Regions from separate parts of the Gossypium arboreum genome. Here region 1 is linked to region 2. A link is a contact called in public Hi-C data. All regions are on one chromosome and are shown on one strand. The core of a region is the stretch at or near the end of the contact, and the rest is flanking DNA. Distances in the headings are between cores, read along the strand shown. Region 1 holds the start of LOC108472514 (probable mannitol dehydrogenase). Region 2 holds the start of LOC108471232 (rhamnogalacturonate lyase B-like).

Region 1 (5,687 bases), core at 2,445-4,944, 350 kb before region 2:
ATTAAAATTAAAATATTTATATTTTAGAAAGTGTAAAATTATTTGAATTTCTCAGAGTTGGTAGCTCTCTGAGTTTCGTATGCTACGCTTAAAACAGTCGATGAATAAGGAGTGCGGAATGCTTCTTGTCCAGACCTTTTATTTTGGTACACAAATAAATGTTGAACTATCCAAATAAAGACGGTAAGAGTAATAGTCATAATTGAATCACACCCAAATCGGTTTATTAAAGTATACATTCATTTTACTAAATCGGATTGGATAACATTATGATCCATTTATGTAGTCCTCTGCATTTGCAACATCATGTGAAGAATATATAAAATCCAAATAAAATCATTTATTTATTTAGACCATTTCTTTTAACAGCTACATCTTCATCGAGATATAACACAAATTGCCCATAATTTACAGGCATGAAATAGTAGGGGAAGTAACAGAAGTAGGCAGCGAAGTGGAAAAGGTTAAGGTTGGAGATAAAGTAGGTGTGGGATGCATGGTTGGAGCTTGCACAGCTGCAACAGTTGGGCAAACGACCTTGAAAATTACAGCCCTAAGGCTAAACTCATGGTAACCTACAACGGTATTTACTAAGATGGAACCATAACTTATGGAGGCTATTCAGATTCAATAGTCGCCAATGAACGCTTCGTTGTTCTATCCCTGACGGCATGCCCCTTGACTCTGCAACACGTTTGCTTTGTGCTGGAATCACTGTTTACAGTCCTTTGAAATAATTCGGATTAGGTGAACCTGGAAAGCATATTGGCATTGTTGGCCTTGGTCATGTTGCTGTTACTTAGCACTTCTCCTAGTAAGAAGACTGGAGCCTTGGAACATCTCGGTGCTGACTCTTTTTTGGTAAGCCGTGATCAGGACGAACTACAGGTAACTGTGTGCACTTACTCCTTTTACTAAAAGAAATTTTGGAAATGATTTTACTTTTCCGGTTGGAGCAGGCTGCCATGGGTACTTTTGATGGAATTATAGACAGTCTCTGCTACTCATCCAATTATGCCACTGCTTGGTCTTCTAAAATCCAATGGGAAACTTATTATGGTTGGTGCACCCTACGAGCCACTCGAGTTACCTGTCTTTTCGTTGATTATAGGTAAGCAGAAAAAAGCATTTAATAAACAATAGTCTTGGAGTTTGAATTCGAGTATAAAGCTAAGTAATTTATATATTTGTGATAAAAAACAGGAAGGAAGACGATGTCTGGAAGTGGTATCGGAGGAATGAAGGAGACAAGAAATAATTGATTTCGCAACGAAACACAACATAAAAGTAGATATTGAAGTTATATCCATGGATTATGTAAATAAAGCGATGGAGAGACTTGAAAAGGCTGATGTCAGATACAGATTTGTAATTGACATTGGAAACACCTTGGCTGCCACCAAGCCTTCAAGTTGAAAATCACTAATCCGTTTTAAAATGCTCGGATGTCGCAGTAGTTTCGTGATTGAATATCGTTTGCTTAAACAGACTTTGGTATGCTATGCTTAAAACAATCCATGAATAATGAGTGCAGAATGCTTCATGTCTGGAGCTTTTATTTTAATATACAAATAAATGTTCAACTATCCAAATATAGACGATAAAAGTAATAGTCATAATTGAATCACACCAAAATCGGTTTATTAGAGTTTACGTTCATTTTAGTTAATCGCATTGGATAACATTATGATCCATTTATGAAGGCCACGTGAAGAACATATAAAAACCAAAAGTATTACAAGAAAGTAAGAATATTGGACTGGCGTTGCCATTTTGTTGTGTAATAACATATAGGAAGCAGAGCTTTAAGAGGTGGGCTTCAACATGTTACCAATATCAATGACAAATCGATATTTGACATCCGCTTTGAGAAGGCGTTCCATGGCAGTGTTCACATAATCGATAGGTATAATTTCAATGTCTGGTTTTATGCTTTGTTTTGCTGCGTAATCAATCATCTCTTGAGTCTCCCTTATCCCTCCAATCAAACTTCCTCCTATTATCTTCCTCCCTGCCAGTTTTTATGTAAAAATAACATCAGTATTATTTGAATATACATGCAGTGAAGTCGAGCCTCATTCATTCTTGGAGAGCATATATTCACCATAAACTCTTACCTTGGAGCAATGGAAAGGCTGGTAGCTCAAGTGGTTTCTCTGGAGCACCAACAAGAACAAGCTTCCCGTGAGTCTTCAACAACCCAAGCAAAGGCAGCAAGGGATGTTGAGCAGATACTGTATCGATGATGCCATCCAATGTACCATTAGCAGCCTAAACACAATAAACATATATATATATATATATAAATGTGTGTTGAATTTAGAAAATTTCATTGTTGACAAAATATTAAAAGAAAAAGGAAAAGGTTGTCGAAACTAAACCTGAAGCTGATCTTGGTCTCGGCTGACAAAAAATGAATCAGCACCGAGATTTTCCAAAGCTGCTTTCTTCTTGTTTATAGAAGTGCTAATGACTGTAACTTTGGCCCCCATAGCCTTGGCAAATTTAACAGCCAAATGGCCTAGTCCTCCCAATCCAACAACTCCAATATGCAAATCAGGCTTATCGAGTCCATAAAATCTCAATGGACTATACACTGTGATTCCGGCGCAAAGAAGGGGGGCGGCGGCATCAAGAGGCAGGTTGTGAGGAATGCGGATGATAAAGTGCTCATCCACCACCATAGTGTCAGAAAAACCCCCATATGTAACAGTTCCGTCATAGTACTTCCCTCCATAGGTAGCTATCAATTTGGGGCAATAATTCTCAAGATTGTTGGTGCAGCTATCGCATGAATGGCAGGAGCCAACCATGCAGCCTACTCCAACTTTGTCTCCAACTTTGAACTTTTGTACCTTACTTCCCACCTCTGTCACTTCCCCTACAATCTCATGCCTGCATCCAATATGTTTGTTTTAAATCTCTATATTTGTTTGCCATAAACAAAGAGATGAATTGATGGAGATAATATTATACCCAGGGACAAGAGGGTATAAGGTCTTGCCCCATTCGTTCTTGGCATTATGAAGATCGGTATGACATATCCCACAATAAAGCACCTTGAAAGAAACATCTTTCTCTCCTGCTGCCCTGCAAATCCACATGATATTTATCAATCAACAACGACACAAATAGACTTGGAAGAAGATCAAACATGATCAAATAAAAAAGAAAGAAAAGGAAAAACCTTCTTGAAAATTTGAATGGAGAGAGAACACCGGAAGTGTCTCTGGCCGCCCATCCAAAAGCCTTGTTTGGGTGTTCTTCTTCTGGCAATCTTGACATGGTCGGACGTGTAATTGTTTAGTCTCTTCTAGTCTTAAAGAACAAAACAAATGGTATTAAAAAATGATAAACTAATGTTTAGTAGTATGGGGAAGAGAAGGTCTTTATAGCGGGGTTTTGGGAGGCAATGCTTACATGTTGGCTGACCATATAACTGGAAAATGTTGGCAATGAATTGAAAAGTAAGTTCAAAATTTAAAACTTTCTCGGCTCACAAGTCACAAAAGCTACCAAGAAACATATAGGTTTTTTTTTTTCTTCCTTCCATTTTCAATTTGCTTTCAACTTAAAAAGAAAATTTACTCCAACTCGTTGCTTCTTATCTTTTGTTTTGCTTAGCAACAGTTTCAACCCTCGAATTGGCTATCATTCGCTTTTTTCTTCTCCCATCAATCCTATTTTTCTTTTTCTTCTCATTCTCTACATTTATCTTCTTTCTTTTCAGTTTATTGATCTATTTTGTAAATATTTTTGTTGTTTCACAAGTTGTGATAGATAGATGATGGTGTCTGTTATTAGCTAAAATTTCGCCGGCCACCAATAGTTTTTCTTGGAAAGTGGGTGACTCTTCATCAATTTCTTAATTTGTTTCTATTTTGAGAGTATTTTAGAATAATAAATGATTTCACATATCAATGTGGACCTATGTTGTCTTAAGTTTTATATGTTCTTTGTTTGTTTTTCATTGTTTAATAAGTTTTCAATTTTAGAAGTTTTTGTCAGCTTTATAGCACGTTTTTTAGTTTTGCTTATGCATGTAAGCTTAGTTTTACAAGTGATGTTAGGGATGATTTTCTTGTTGTCTTCTCTAGTTTAGTGATTGCTCAATTTTTTTGTTGATTTTTTCTCGCCCTTTTAGACCATCCGGGATTGATTTCCTTATCGTATTAAGTACTTGCAATCACTCCAAATATGTTGTGCTTGAGTTGTGACAAAATCAATTGTAACGTGTCATAATATTTTATTGATGTTAAGGCTAAAGCCAGCGAGTGTTTGTTATTTTTTTCTCTCAATTGTATGATTTCATCTATTAAATGAATTAATGAATTCACCTTTAAAGAAAATATATATATCTTTAAAAAAATTAAATATTAAAGAAAATTAAAAGTCATCAAGTTGCCATTAATTTTTTAATCACTTATGAAAACTGTTATTTTTATAAAAAATTTGAAACTTATTATTAAAACAACTTCTTTTAAATTTTACAAAAACAATAGTTGGGTTTGAGTTTTCGATAATGCATGATGAAAGTATTACCATCCGACGAGTTCCGGTGGGAGTATACAAGTACAAAAATTTAGATAATAAAAATAATATATTTGATATTATTTAACACAAATTCAAATTGTGACTCCATTTTATCTTCAATATGTATAAAAAATATATTTGATATTGATTCTAGATTATATGCAACAAACTCATGTTTTTGGTGAAAATATATGTCTATTTGAAATTGTTTTTAATATTATACATGTGTATGCATGCCAACCACAACAATAATCTAACAAAAGGCCGCCATACCGGAAGAAATCAATGGATAGAAGCTACAACAATGTTAAAGTATATTATAGTTAAAAATTTGAAATTTAGTTTTTATATTTTTATTTTTAGTAATTTAATTTTTTAATTTTTAAAATTTTAAATTTACGTTTAATTGTTAAAATTATTTTATTAAATTAAATTTAAGTTAATTACAATATTTTTTTATTTACATAATTACTAATTGAGTATTTTTTTATTACAAAATATCATACTAAAAATTTAACATAAAATAAATTAACATTATTGACCTTGAACTTGAATTTTGAAATCTAAAATTAGAATAAATATATTTTAAAAATAAAATATATTAATTAAATTTCAAATTTATGAATAATATAGAGATTTATAACAATTAGAATTAACTTTATTAGATATTAACTTTAAAAATTTATATGAATTAGCGAAATTAAATATAAAAATTGTAAATATATATTCTTGTAGTTATTAATAAACAAAACTTATCTTTCAATTATTACATTGCATTAGGTTTTTTAATCAAATAATTTCATCTTCGAGCTCAAGGTTCTCTCATTTACTATGATTTGATTAATCACTAATATTGTTTCATTGAAACTTCTATTGTGACTAGAATTTGCCGCAGAATAAACTACTTTTAAAATGGGATAGGTAACGACTAAAAATGCTGCAGCAACTACTACCACCATTGCGATCAACGGTGGACTGAAGTCAACTGGACGCTTTGAAGGCGGTGACAACGAAGATGATGATAACGACGATGGCGGTGATGATGATGACAAGGGAGAAGGGGAGGGGGTCAGAGATGGAGATGGAGATCGGGCCCAGGTGGTGAACCCCATGATCGGCGATGGAGGTGTTTTGTAGAGGGTGGTGGTGGTGGG
Region 2 (5,212 bases), core at 2,628-5,127:
TGTAAGGTATAAAGCTAGGATTTATATTTTAAAATTTAATATTTAAAGTTTAACATTTAGAATTTAAAGGTTATAGTTTAGGGTTTTAGTGTTTTGCATTTGGATTTGGATGAAATATTTTAGGATTTAGTATTTACGATTTAAAATTTAAAATAAATTTATTTATACAAATTAAAAATAAAAATAAATAAAAATTTCATTAGTATAGAGGATAATCAGCATAGACTTGTCCATGAAAATCCAACAAGAGCTAGTTTGAGGGGCCAGAGAGGAAGCCCAATAGTTTAAGCCGACAAAACATCTTATTTCTTAAAGGCCCAAGAAGTAGATTTATTTGGAGATTAATTTTACCTGGTTGTATGGTGATGTTGAGATCCAATTTGTAGTCTCCAATGAAACCATGGACCCACGCGTACAAATTATACTCCCCTGGCCGGACATTTTTAATATTGAAACGGCCAGTGTAGTCTGTTTCGGTCCAAAATTGATAGCCCTGGAAACAGAAAAGATGATAGCAAAAACCAGCCTCAGTTCGTTAACCTTGAATTATTTATGTCAGATACAACTTTGTTAAACAGTAATATTAACCTTTCCTTCCGTTTGCCATGATCCTACATTTCCAGGCACTGCCAACCCCACAAAGGCAGATTGCGCCTGCATTAATTCCTCATCCACGCATCTGAACCCAGACAATGTAAAAATTAAGATAAGCTTGAAGAGAAAGGACCAACGAATGTAGGTTAAACAAATACCTGTCTCGTACTAGTAATTGACCGCAAACTTCTCCTCGATCTCCAGCGTGAGGAAGATCTTCTGATCGGGTGAAATTGTATGGCCAGCTTTCGATTTCTTCACTCAACTAATGGTTCACACAAAGTGTTAAATGAGTGTTAAAATGTAATTACATTATTAGCCGTACTAGCTAGCAGTTAACCAACCTGTCTTTTAGCGTCATTCCAGAGTGTTTTGCGGCAATCATCATCCGAAGAAGCAGAATTAAGATAGATAAGAACTGGACCAAAAGCTTTTCTCCAAGCCTCTCCTTTCTTATATGTTACATCTATGTCGATCCCGGTATAATGTGTACTAACAAACATCTAGCTCATGTAAACAATCAACTATTTAGACAAACATTTCAAGCCAGATGAAAGGTTGTATATTATTGCATATATGTTTTGTGTTGGCCTGTAAAATAGACTTACAGAGAGAGCTATGGGACCAACATGAGAAGTGAGGTCCTGCTTGTGTGGACCACCAGTTCGGAATTCATTGCTAGGGGTGATTATCCAGAAACCCACCGCATCGTCATCGGATATCCACCCGTGAAGCCTGTTATCTTTGTTTTCACATGAATATTGGTACTTGTCATCAACCTGCATGCACCCCCACAATTGTCACGGGAATTGCTGTTAATTTAGTATACTCGGACAAAACAGAGATACAGACAAAGAGAAGCCACGTTTTTCCAAGGCCATTCCTAAAGAATCCTACTTTACCTCAAAAAGTAAAATGTAGAAGAAAATACCTCTCCTCTAAATTGTGGATTGGATGGATTGGTCATTAGAACAGCTTCCTTGAAGGCAAGAGTCTGACTGCGAGTATTATCTCGATCTTCTCCCCTAGGCATAACCCCTTGTCTGGTGTCCGATATCGCCATGAACCTAAACCTGATTCAAAAATGTCACATGAAATATTGGCATCAATTGGATCTTATATAGTGATCAAGGGTTGATCTTTGGTTTTTTTACTTGTCTTCCTTGAGCTTGAAAACAATTCTTAATTGATACATCTGTGCATCCGGAAAATCCTCCTGGCGCTCGAAAATACCATACATGTATACCCCTGGAACGCCTCGTCGGACTATGAACCTGGGAGAATGTTAAAAATGAAGCATAAGGGCCATCACAATTTGTTTTTTTTTAAGCCGTATAATCAAACTTGTGCAAAATATTGAGATTTGTTTATAACAATTCCATACCTTTTGTCAATGTTTAAGGGAACTGTCTTGCGATGATCTGTTCTGAAATCCCAATTTTTGGTAAAGGAAATCTCCACTAGCTCATCAGTATGTGCTATGACCTTCACATGTTTTGTTTCCATTCTGGGAAGTAACATGTAAACAACCAGTGTTAACTAAAGAAGTGACAGGTATTCAGGAAATCATTTATGTAGAAATGGTGGAAAACTCACTTGTCAAAGGTGCTGTTATCCCAGACAAAGTCCCAGTACCTGGAATATATAAATCTAAGCAATGGAGAAAATAGTTTTTCCAAATACTGCAAATTTGAAAAACATAAAACAGCACTTTTGCATTCGTTATAGTTAAAAAGGGGCATACCCTCTATTAGAGTTTGGGTTTCCACATTCAAGCACATTATCCATCCCCATATATTTTATTCCTGTCACATGACCAGATGGGTTCTCAATAGTGACTTCAATAAGTCCATTATCAATAACCACCTGAAAAACAAACAATCAAAAAAAAAAAAAAAAAGTCCATTAGATAGTTAATAATATTTTGATATGAAGAAATAAAAGAATTAATAGAACCATACATCAATGTTCTTTGCACCTAAAACAAAGTGAAAGCAAATTTTTATACTTTCTTACGTTGTGATGACTTATTTGCAACCGGACATGAGGGTTACAATCTCCAAGGTTCAGGATTTTTCTGCAAATCAAACATCCAAGAGTAGTATGTATTTAGTTTTTGTGACATGACTTATAGTTAGTACAGATGTTTAATTTGTCCATGAAAAGAAAAAAAAAACCCAAAAATTTATGCCCCAAGAAATTTCCAAAGTAGAATACCAACATTCTTCCAGTAATTTCATGAACAAACTTACTAGTATTCACTTTAGTTGAAAATTTTGATACCAAAGACAAAAAAATAACAAGAAAAACCATGCAGTCACATGTTGATGTAAAACAAATAAAAGCATTGCAGCAGAGAAAATGTGGAATTTCATTTTTTGGATGATTATTTATACTTTAGGATTGAATTAAAAAGTTTTCAATTTTTCGATCGAGAATATGTGAAATTTCTAGGATACCAATCACCAACTCTTGTGAGTAGTTGCGGTCACGGGTCATAATTCAACCAACCCCTACTCCCCTGTGTTTGAGTTTATGTGTGAAAAAAGGCCATGGTGTCCCAAACCGATTGGCCTAAACAACTCGTGATATGTAGAGAGAGAAAATGGAAAGAGGTGAACAAGGAAACAGTGAACTAGAAACAAAGAATATAAAGTCAAGGAATTAGATTGCTTAAGGAATAATGACAAAAAATGCAACAGGGTATTCGGACTCATCGACTGTCAGAAAGTAATGCAATCTCTCTCTCTTTTTCTCTTGCTCTCACTCTTTTGGGTCTCCACTCTCTAGTACCATAAGCAGAGAAGGGGAAACATGCAGATTAGAACAGGATAAAAAAAATATGGGAGAATGAGGAAGAGCAAAGCAAGAACCTGACTGGGATTTCAGCAGAACATGCAGAGTAAAAGAGTGACAGTTCAACTATCATTAGAAGCCATAGAAAAAGCTGTCCCAAATGGCTCCTGTGTGCCACCTTCTCCATCCAATATTCTTGATGGATTGAAGAGCTGTAAAATCGAAAAATACAAAACAAAACCATAAAACGCTTTAGAGTTTCAGATGATTTATGATACCCTTTATGCTTTGAGAACTTTCAATAGAACACCAGAAATGAGAAGAGGAAGTGGAAGGGGTTACCAGATTCACCATAGAAGGAAAAAAAATCCAATGAGCTTCACAATGTTAGACGTTTTGAAACCAAATTGGAGAAATTTGTTTGTTTGTTTTTCTTTTGGGTTGCAAAGTGTCTGGGGTATCTTTACAAAGATATAGACGGGGAATCTTAATGGCCTTTTAGTAACGTGCACCAACCATAATGGCCTTTATACAAGAAAGTCTTCTAATCACAAAACAACAACTCTTTTGACTCTTTTAGTATTCACAGCTATTTACCATTCTTAATTTTGTAGACTCCCTTTAACTATTGTTGTTTGACCATACATTAAAACTTATGCAAATGTTGTAAATGGAATTTATGATAATTTTTAGTCTACAGGTAGTATTATTGAAAGTAAAATGTTATTAGAAAAGCCCAAGTTTGAGCTATATTTTATAGGTGCATAAAGTTTTGCTTGTTTATTAATAGTTATAGTGCTTTTATTTGAACACATAATTTAGAAAGAAAGAAAATCATTGAAAAGGGGCGTAAAATGACAGAAGAAACCTATTCTACTTAGGCCTAATTTAAAAATGTTTTTCCAAAAAAATATTTTTAGTTTTTGAAAAATTAATTTATTTATAAATACCTTTGTTCAAAAATATTTTTCCCTAAATTATTTTTGAAATGTATTATCAAACTAAACCTTAGTTATAGACATAAGTTAAACAAAGTGCCACGGATATCAGATTTGTCAAAATCAGGAACAAATAACATGTCCCCGTGACCCAGATGCTTTTTAAAAACAAGGTCACCAAGATAACAACATATGTAAGTATTAAAATTACGTCAGGTGATGTATTTTATATTTGATTAATTAAATATTTATCCGTTTAATTTAATTTAAATTAAATTAGCTAAATACTTATCTATATATTTTTTATTTTAATTTTAATTTAAAATTAATTATCACATTTTTAAATTACATAATTTGTCTATTATTTTCGAATAAATTTAAAAATAATTATTATATGTTTATATTATCTTACATATTTAATTAGATAATTAGAAAATTTAAAATTTAGATGAATATTTAATTAGATAATTATCTAATTGATTTGATTTAAAATTTAATTTATATTATTTATATTTTTATCTATTTTGAATTTGAACTTTAACATAAATATTTTGAAAATGAATTATTGCATGTTTATGAATAAAAGGTTTTCGACATTCATATATTAGTTGGAAGAGATAAATTAATAAATAAATAAATAAATAATTGTTGGCAATTAAGTTTTTCTCCTTTTTCTTTTTCATTTTAGTTATCTATCTATCTATATCAATCTACATATATGTATAAATATATATATATATATATATATGGTAAAATATTGGGAACAATCAGTTTTTGTATCAGACAACATAAACTTGTAAGAACTTTTACCGTATCTATATATATTAGTAAAATATTTTCGATATATTTTTACATATTTTCATAAATTTACTTATAAATTTAAA

What was found. Hi-C and Micro-C count contacts between places; a contact is called where the count stands out from the background.
Region 1: a Hi-C map of leaf shows a contact between it and region 2, with 2.5 times the contacts expected there. The contact joins the promoter of LOC108472514 here to the promoter of LOC108471232 in region 2. A contact is called at or near these places in 2 of 5 Hi-C or Micro-C datasets (both in leaf).

Annotation. Positions count from the first base shown.
Region 1 is chr11:47,111,001-47,116,687 of ASM2569848v2, reverse strand. LOC108472514 (probable mannitol dehydrogenase) reads right to left here and starts at 3,694. Exons shown (of 5, transcript XM_017774052.2): 1 at 3,188-3,694; 2 at 2,977-3,090; 3 at 2,382-2,895; 4 at 2,118-2,271; 5 at 1,660-2,011. The coding sequence starts at 3,285. The coding sequence ends at 1,806. It also overlaps the pseudogene LOC108472175.
Region 2 is chr11:46,764,769-46,769,980 of ASM2569848v2, reverse strand. LOC108471232 (rhamnogalacturonate lyase B-like) reads right to left here and starts at 3,877. Exons shown (of 17, transcript XM_053020856.1): 1 at 3,733-3,877; 2 at 3,468-3,602; 3 at 2,611-2,671; 4 at 2,339-2,460; 5 at 2,191-2,229; 6 at 1,979-2,101; 7 at 1,749-1,868; 8 at 1,526-1,667; 9 at 1,203-1,373; 10 at 939-1,097; 11 at 753-859; 12 at 589-679; 13 at 352-493. The coding sequence starts at 3,577.